Linked DNA regions of Callithrix jacchus: region 2 is linked to region 1. Evidence: chromatin contacts called from public Hi-C data. All regions are on one chromosome and are shown on one strand. Each heading gives the region's core, a stretch centred on a gene start, on an enhancer-like site or on the middle of the called end of the contact. The rest is flanking DNA. Distances are from core to core; before and after follow the strand shown.

Region 1 (4,263 bases), core at 728-3,227:
TAAAAGTACAGCAGGACTACCTCATATTAAAGCCAAGATTCATCTGACAAGTCATAGTAATCTGAAACTGAGGTATCCCCAAAGATAATCCATCCACTGAATGTATAATGGGGTCATCAACATTATATCTGAAGATATGAGCAAAAGCAGGATTTTTCAGCTTTCTAAAAACCTGAAATTTTAATTTCAAAATTTTTCATTCTTACCTTAAGAAAATTATTTTTTAGGAAAAAATACATTAAATCCAATTGCAAAAGAATAATAAGAAAAAAATCCGCCAATCAGGGCCTTTCCCAATAAGGGTTATGCATATTCTCTGTAGCTGATTATAGCTGAATTGCACTGCAGCTTCCCTTCGACCTTGGGAACCCTGCTCACTCTCAGAGTTACTGCGAGGACTTCTGTTTCATTTATTATTAGTCTTTGTATCTGCAATGCTGTAACATGCGATAGAAGTATCAACATTGTGAGCTCGCAGTACCCAAAACTATAGAAATGTTTCCAAAAAACATAAAGCTGGGGGGAGGGGGGCAGGGGAAAGATGAAAGAAGGAAAAGAAACAGAAACAAAACAAGAGGAAAACAAAGTTAATGGTAGCCAGATGGGAAATTTCTTATTTTTACTTTGTGAATACTTCATTTCCTAATCAGCATAGTGATATATAACCATTAGCATGCAATTTTTAAATTTAAGATGTCCAAGACAAATTATTTATGAAAAAAAAATCACAACTGAATATAATACAATTGGCTAAACTTAGTCCAGCAATTTATAAATGAAAGTTCCTATAGAAAACAAACCTTACAGGATTTTGTGTCCAGAAGAGAGAAATAATCAGGCAACCCACTGGGTTCACTTAGTTTCGTGTCATTTGCTTTATGTCCATTATGTAATGCTTCCCCCAGCTTTAGGTCTCTATGTTTAAGCAACCATTCAGGTATATCACAGAATTGTCACAAAATCAGTATCTGGTTATAACTTTCAAAAACAGCTTAAAAGGTGCCTTGCAGACGTGTCATATGCAGCAGAAGCTTTGGGGAGAAAATCTGCTGGTGTCATTACTTCTCCAAGCTTCCTCCCCAGGTCTCCCATTCCCTCCTCCCCCAGCATCCCCGGCTACACGATCTGCGGGCAGCTCGATGCAGGGGAAGCTTGTCTTGACTGCAATGCAAACCCTGTCCGGGTCTGAACCAGGGAAGGCAGACTCGGCCCTGGCCGGGAGTGTCGACGAAGGCTGCAGGGAGGGCTGCAGGGGCGCCAGCAGCGGGTGGGCAGGGGTGCCCCGCGAGGGCAGTCCGCAGTGCACGCGCACAATAAAACCCAATGCACAACTTCCCCAGCCGTTCCTCTCCGCTTCCCGGATTCCCTGAAAGGTGCGGCGTAGGCGTTAGCTCGCGCGGGCGCAGGCGCTCTCACCCGCGCCGGTTAGGTTTTCCGCTGACAATTACATCAGTCCTTCTCCCGGCCCCTGCTTCAATCCCCAGGCAGCCTGCGGGGCGCAGGGGCGCCGGCCCGCGCGAGAGACTGCGGGCGCTAGTGCCAGGCAGCCGGAATTCCCGGCGAGGGAGAGGGAGGGCGGCAAACCGGGACCGCGACACAGACGCCCCCTCCCATCCCGGCCGCGGGAATGGGCTGACACAGCCGCCCCCGACTTCCCTGTAGCCCGGCTATCCCGCTGGGGACGCCTCCAGGGGGACGGCCATGCCCTGGTGGCCCGGGGCTGCGGGTGCCCACCCGCGCGTCCCTCAGGGTCCTCGGCCCGCCGGAGGCGCACAATGCCCCGGGCCGCGATGCGGGCACCGTGGCTCCCGCCCCAGGCATCCCCTTTGCAGCTAGGACACCTACCTGGAGCGCGAGCGGCGGCGCCGCGGGTTTTGCGGCGGCTGCGCGGCTGCGGCGGGAGGCGGGAGGCAGCCCCGGCAGGCGGACGGGCGCGCGGGCTGGCGGAGGAGAGGAGGCACGGTCTCCAGCACCAACAGCGGCGGCAGCGACCGTGCTGCGCCTCCAGTGGTCCGCCGCGCCGCAGCCCCTCCTCTCCCACGGGCGGGGCGCGCTAGCGGGGCGGTGCTCCGGGCTCCCCGCCCCCGGCTCCCGCCCGTCCGCCCGGCTGGAGTGGAGCCGCCCGCGGCCGGGGCTCCCGTTGCGCACCCACCCTACCAGGCGTCCCTCCCTGCTCCACCGGACGGGCCGGGGACACGGCGCACTGCGCCCCGGTCACGCGGGGTCCCACAGCCGGGGCTCTCCCCGGCCTCCGTGGGAACCCCTGGTGTCCCGAGATCACCCGCCGTGGAAACCCCAGGCTGCCATCCGCGGGCCTGCGCGCTGTAGCGAAGCCCTAGCCCGCGCAGTACGGCGGAGGTGGGCCGGCAGCGCTCGGCAGGGGTATCCCCGAACAGCTCCAGCGCTCGATCCCGGGAGCGCCGCGGCCGGGAGCATTGCGGGAGACCTGATTCCGAAAGGAACGGCTGCCTGACGGCCTCCGCTCGGAGCTGCCAAGCCCGTGTCCCTGGGCGCCCTTCTTAAGGCCGTCGTTTCATACACACGCGCGACTGTGCGGTCCTGCTCTCCACCCTGACTCACTTGGGAGCAAAAACTTCCCGGGCCCAGAGAAATACTTCGATTCTGTGAAAGGAAGAGCCGGTTCCTTCAAGCCCCTGGCAACGCCCATCAAAATCATTCAGTCCCACCTCACTACAACCCTTACCCTCAAACCCTTCCACACTCCAAGCCACTCCCGGCCTGCGTCCCGAGAGCGGATTAATCTAAAGGCAATTTTGCTGGGAGAGACAGGGTAATTTAAATATTTGTACAGATATTCTGTAACGAGTGGCTGAAGACACGTCAATATTTCAAGACATTTGTGTCATCATCTGGGGGTAGGAGGTGGTGGGGCGTCCAGAGGACATTGACCAGACCTAACAGGAGCCATTACAGAACATGCTGGGGTGCCTGCAAAAACCGAAGATATTGCTTACTAATGAGGCAACTGTGATGGCATCTCATTGTTCCCTGTGCTGACAAAATAATTTCCTATGAAACATAGTCGACTATGCACTCCTTTCCACATGCAGTTTCTTTGGAATCTCCAATCGCACCTTTGGATTAGCGTTTTCCACCTAGACTGCAATGTTCTCATGTCCTCTGGCCACAAACTAAAAGATGCGGGACCCTGTGACAACGGCAGCTACTCGTTCATTCCTTTGCTGTGAAGACAGGATTCTCAAGGGAGCAGCTGGGATGCTGACCTCTGCTTGATCGCAGCCACCTTTCTACTCCTCCTTCTGAGTTCCATTAACAGAAACTCTACTGAAATGGCTTTCTCCCTGAAAAGAAAAAAGCTCAACCCGTATATTTAAAAAGAAACAAAAGTGTGAACCAAAATGAGACACTACACATAGCACACAGAATCTTTACCTAAAGAAGTTCTCTAGGTCAGGTGTGATGGTTCATGCCTGCAATCTCAGCACTTTGGGAGGCCAAGGCGGGCGGATCACTTGGGGTTAGGAATTCGAGACCAACCTGACCAACATGGTGAAACCGCATCTCTACTAAAAATACAAAAATTAGCCGGGTGTGGTGGCAGGCACCTGAAATCTCAGCTTCCCAGGAGGCTGAGGCACGAGAATCACTTAAAACTGGGAAGTGGAGGTTGCAGTGAGCCAAGATTGTGCCCCTGCACTGCAGCCTGGGCTACAAAGTGAGACTTTGTCTTAAAAATAAGAAAAGAAGAAGGGGAAGAAGGAAGAAGAAGAAGAAGGAGAAGGAGAAGGAGAAGGAGAAGGAGAAAAAGAAGGAAGAAGAAGAAGAAGAAGAAATCATCATCATCTAATTTTTTCTCTGAACCCCTAATAGCACAGAGCCATAAACTATGGAGGAAGAGAGGGAACTACCACAACTTAAGTCTCATGTTTTAGTGTAAGAATGCTCACACACTTTTCACTCTATTCCATAGTATCTATGTGTGTTTTAATACTTCTAAAAAATGGTTTTAAACATCAGGGGGAAATGTCTCCCCCCCTCATTGATTAATGGTCAAATAAGAGATAATGGTACTATACACATCCATCTGGGGAAATGGGTGAATTAAACTCAGTGGGCTGTATGGAGCTACAGATCAAGGCAGTTTCTCCACCCTATTTGTGCCTCATTGTATTTTGAAAACTCAGACTCGCATAGATATAAATATGAATAACAGTCTTTCACAGATTTTTTAGCTATGGCAGGATTATTGCTCAGAATAGTGCCAGAGAGTGATGTTTTTAT
Region 2 (4,263 bases), core at 849-3,348, 110 kb before region 1:
AAAGAACTAAAAATAGATTACCTCATGATTCAGCAATTCCACTTTTAGGTATATGCCCTAAAAGAACTGAAAGCATAGGCTTAGAAACTGTACAACCATGTCCATAGCAGCATGTAGCCAAAATGTGGAAGCAATCCAAGTCTTCATCAATAAATGAATGTATCTAAAAAAAGGGTTATATCCACACAATAGAATATTATTCAGCCTTAAAACGGAAGGAAATTCTGGCACATATAATGACATAGATGGATTCTGAAGACATCATTTTAAAGTGAAATAAGCCAGGCACAAAAGAACAAAAAACAATACTATCTGATTTCACTTACATGAGGTGTGCAGAGTAGTCCAATGTATAAAGACAGAAGGTAGAATGGTGGTTATCAGGTCCGTGAGGAGGAGGAAATGGGGAGAGTACATGTTTAGCGGTTACATAGTTTAACTTCGCAAGATGAAAAGGTTCTGGAGATGCATGGTGGTGATGGATACCAAAAAATGTGAATGCACTTTATGACACAGAAGTGGATACTTTAAAGTGATTAAAATGATAAATTTTATGCTGTATATATTTTACTACGATAAAAAGCTCCTGAATCACTGGTTAGAATGACTTCTACAAAAAGCAAATATTAATTTTACACTATTTTGTGGTCAAGTTTCATCTTCTTTATAAAATCTTTCCTAACCTAATAGAATTGTCACTACAATCTATTACTTCTATACACAAACATACATATATTTTTGAACATATACTGCACTGTATTTATTTGACTTGATTATGTAAGATCTATGAGGCTGGGGACTATGTCACTTTTCTCATTATAGTCCAATGTCATGTGCCACAAAAGCCATTCAGATTGTTTACTGAGCTTATCATTTTAGTTAAGATTTAAATCTTTCATTATATCAACTAAGTAGCATTGACTATGCTAGCAGACTGTAGATATCTACCCTCATATTAGTTCTTTTTCTTTTCTAATTTTTTTTTGAGATGGGAGTCTTATTATGCTGCCCAGGCTTGTCTTGAAACTCCTGGGCTCAAGCAATCCTCCCACAGCCTCCCAAAGTGCTAGGATTACAGGTGTGAGCCACTGTACTGAGTCTAGTTCTTTTACTATATTTGCCTAAAGATAACCCAAAATCATCCATATGATTTGAGGACTAGAGTTTCCTATCTGTTCAATAGTGACCTGGAGAGAAAGACGGTACAAGGTTCAACATTCCCAAGATAAAATCTCTCATTTGTCCTAAGAAGAGGCCTGCTTGACAGCTAATGGTGCTATAGGGGCCTGAGAGACATTAGGAATAGGAAATAGATGCAGTAGCATTAATTCTTTCAAAACACCACCGATGGGTTAGCCTGACCACACAGAATTATGGCACCTGGCACCTAATTTACTAGATACCATCTACTAATTACATCTCATGGTCAGGAATCTTAAGCAGAATTTTGAAAAACTGTCATCTTCCAGAATAGCAGTATTTATGCAGGCCATTACCCACATCAGGATGTCAAAAATTCTACTTGTGTTGGGCATTCAAGCATGAGTGTTGGTTTCAATTATTGCTCATTCACTGTTACATGAGGGAAGGAACAGCTGACATGACCGAGAATCCCCTGCCAGTTCCCAGGTTCTGCAGGCTTGCAAATTCATTTAATTGGAGTGTGGCAACCTTGGCACATATCTAGTGGTGAGCTGAAGCTGGTGTGTACCAGCTTAGGAGCTATGTGCTTCAAAGCAGTTCAGGGCTTCAAAGACAGTCCCCTCGGACGCTGAAATCGATCATGGTGGGGGTATCTATGTCACGCAACTGCTTCAAATCTGGGCTGTTTTTTAAATTTTTTTTAAGAGGATTATTAAACATTTGCCAATACACCACTGTCTGTGGTGGTTTTCATCATAGTGATTTTCATTTTTATTTTTACACTAAAAAATCCCATGGACTGCCTGAGTTTGGAGCCAATCCTATCTCTGCCATTTCCGAGCTATGAAACCTCAGGCAATTTACTGAAGTCTCTCTGTGCTTCAGTTTCCTCATCTATAAACAGGGATAGTAATAACGCTACTTCACAGACCCCAAGCTTGGGAAACATCAGTGCTAATCATCTACTACATAGGTTCTCAAGGGTGGCAATGGGATCAACATGTCACTTGGGGACTTCCTGGAAATGCAAATTCTTGAGCTCATCTATACTTGTGAATCAAAACCTCTGAGGGTGGTGCCCAGCAATCTGTGCTTTAATAAGCCTGCCAGCAGGCATCAGATGTGCCAAGTTGCCAATTGGGCCCTACTCTTCACTGGCCTAACACCAACAAAACCAGGGAATAGTAACAGTATCAGACACAGAAGCACCACCAAGTCATAGACCTAAAGCTCAAAAATAAAGGAATTCCTAAGATTTTTCCTTTGAAATTAAAAAAGTTTTGAAACAAGAATTTTAGGGTAAAGCATTTAGCATCTAACCTTTATGTATTCCTAATTGATTTTTATACTGCAAATTAGTTTTAACAACTTTAGACAGCTTACAAAAAATGACTTTCTTATAAACACAGTACCTCCATTAATTTTTATTATAATTAATTTTTCAATAATTTTTTATAATTGTTTTATTATAATTGTTTATTATATAAACACAGTACCTTCCCATAAAGAAAATAAATCAAAAAGCTCTATCATGAGCCCACAGTCTGTTGTCTACTAATCCTTGCAATTGCAAAGTATCTTAGATTTCAGATTCAGTAATCCAGAGAGAGGACCCAGCCACTGTCTTTGACTAGATGGAGAATGGAGGGTAGGCAGTGCTTTGCAAAGGTTTTATGCAAAGGGTCAGACAGAAAATATTTCAGGAATTGTGAACCATACAATATCTGCTGTGGCTATTCAAACTGCTGTTGTATTAGAAAAGCAGCCTTAGACAATATGCAAATGAATAAGCCTGGTTATGTTTATTTGTAATTATAACAGGCTGCAAATTTGGCCTGTGGGCTATAGTGCTGAACCTTGGATTAACCCCTAGACTATGAAACATCAGGATGCATTCTTAGAACCAGATGTTGGCAAGTACTTTCAAAGACTGTAGATTACTAAATAGCTTCCCATGGCAGGCAGGTCTGTTAATCTGCACCATTTATGAATAGTAAACCATTTCCGAAGGACATTCTGAATTTAATTGCTTCTTGTCAACTCCAAATTTTCCTATCTCCCCTAACATGCAAAAGAAGACACTTTATGCTTGCAAATATACAAATTGAAAAATGCTAATAAGATAAAAGTCAGAGGAACTTGTTTTCATCAAAGTAAAGTTTTATTTATAATGTTAATTTTATTAAAAACCCCATGAGGAAAAGAATTGCTAAGTTCCACCTTAAGAACAAACCCCTCAGTAGTCCCAGAATATTTTAGGAAAATGCATAAACTAAAAGAAAAAAGACCCTGAAAATTGGTAACAGAGTAGATTTTAAGTGTTCTCACCATGAAAGAAAAAAAAAACCTGCTGGGTACAGTGGCTCATGCCTGTAATCCCAGCACTTTGGGAGGCTAAGGCAGGCAGATCTCCTGAGATCAGGAGTTCAAGACCAGCCTGGCCAACATGGTGAAACCCTGTCTCTACAAAAATGCATGATAGCAGGTGCCTGTAATCCCAGCTCCTCAGGAAGCTGAGGCAAAAGAATCACTTGAACCCAGGAGGCAGAGGTTGCAGTGAGCCAAGATCACACCATTGCACTCCAGCCTGGGTGACAGAGTGACTCCGTCTCAAAAATAAACAAACAAAAACACAACCAAAAGCCAAGGGTAAGGTAGTACACATGTTAATTACCCCAATTCAGCCATGCCCTCATGTCTATATGTTTGAAAACATGTTGTCCATGATAAAAATATATAATTCTAACTTGTTAGAGAAAAATCTAGAGATGTTAAAAAAAAATAGTTGTGGTGGCCAAAACTAATTGATTTGACTAGAGAAACAAAATTTTATGACACAGATGGTCCCTGATTTACAATGGTTTGACTTAGAATTTTCCAGCTTTATAATAGGTTGATCCTATCATAAATTGAGGAATAGCTATACGAAAATCTCTTCTCCTAAAGCTAATGTTATTCCTTAATTATCATCCTACATTCCAGAAGATATCAGTTTTAAACATTAAAAGCAACAGCCTATTCTTAGCATTAAAATTTAGCTCATGAAAATCTTAAAACATGCGAGTAGCTTAATTCTACCTTTCAAAAAAATGTTTTCCAATCAATATTGGATACTTTTAA

Evidence for each region. A called contact is a pair of places that touch in the nucleus more often than the background predicts.
Region 2: a contact with region 1 is called in a Hi-C map of skeletal muscle, with 4 times the contacts expected there. The contact joins the enhancer-like site here to the promoter of OSBPL6 in region 1. A contact is called at or near these places in 2 of 3 Hi-C or Micro-C datasets (both in skeletal muscle).

What each region holds. Positions count from the first base shown.
Region 1 is chr6:49,378,150-49,382,412 of calJac240_pri, reverse strand. It overlaps OSBPL6 (oxysterol binding protein like 6), which reads right to left and starts at 1,977. Exons shown (of 25, transcript XM_078327250.1): 1 at 1,846-1,977.
Region 2 is chr6:49,484,661-49,488,923 of calJac240_pri, reverse strand. All of the region lies in intron 4 of OSBPL6 (oxysterol binding protein like 6), which reads right to left. Among named protein-coding and RNA genes, the nearest start is that of OSBPL6, 110 kb to the right of the region's middle. Within about 2 kb of position 2,098, at least 1 of the 16 cell types and tissues checked has an H3K27ac peak or open chromatin away from gene starts, as enhancers often do. A contact at or near this core is called in skeletal muscle, where this site is marked.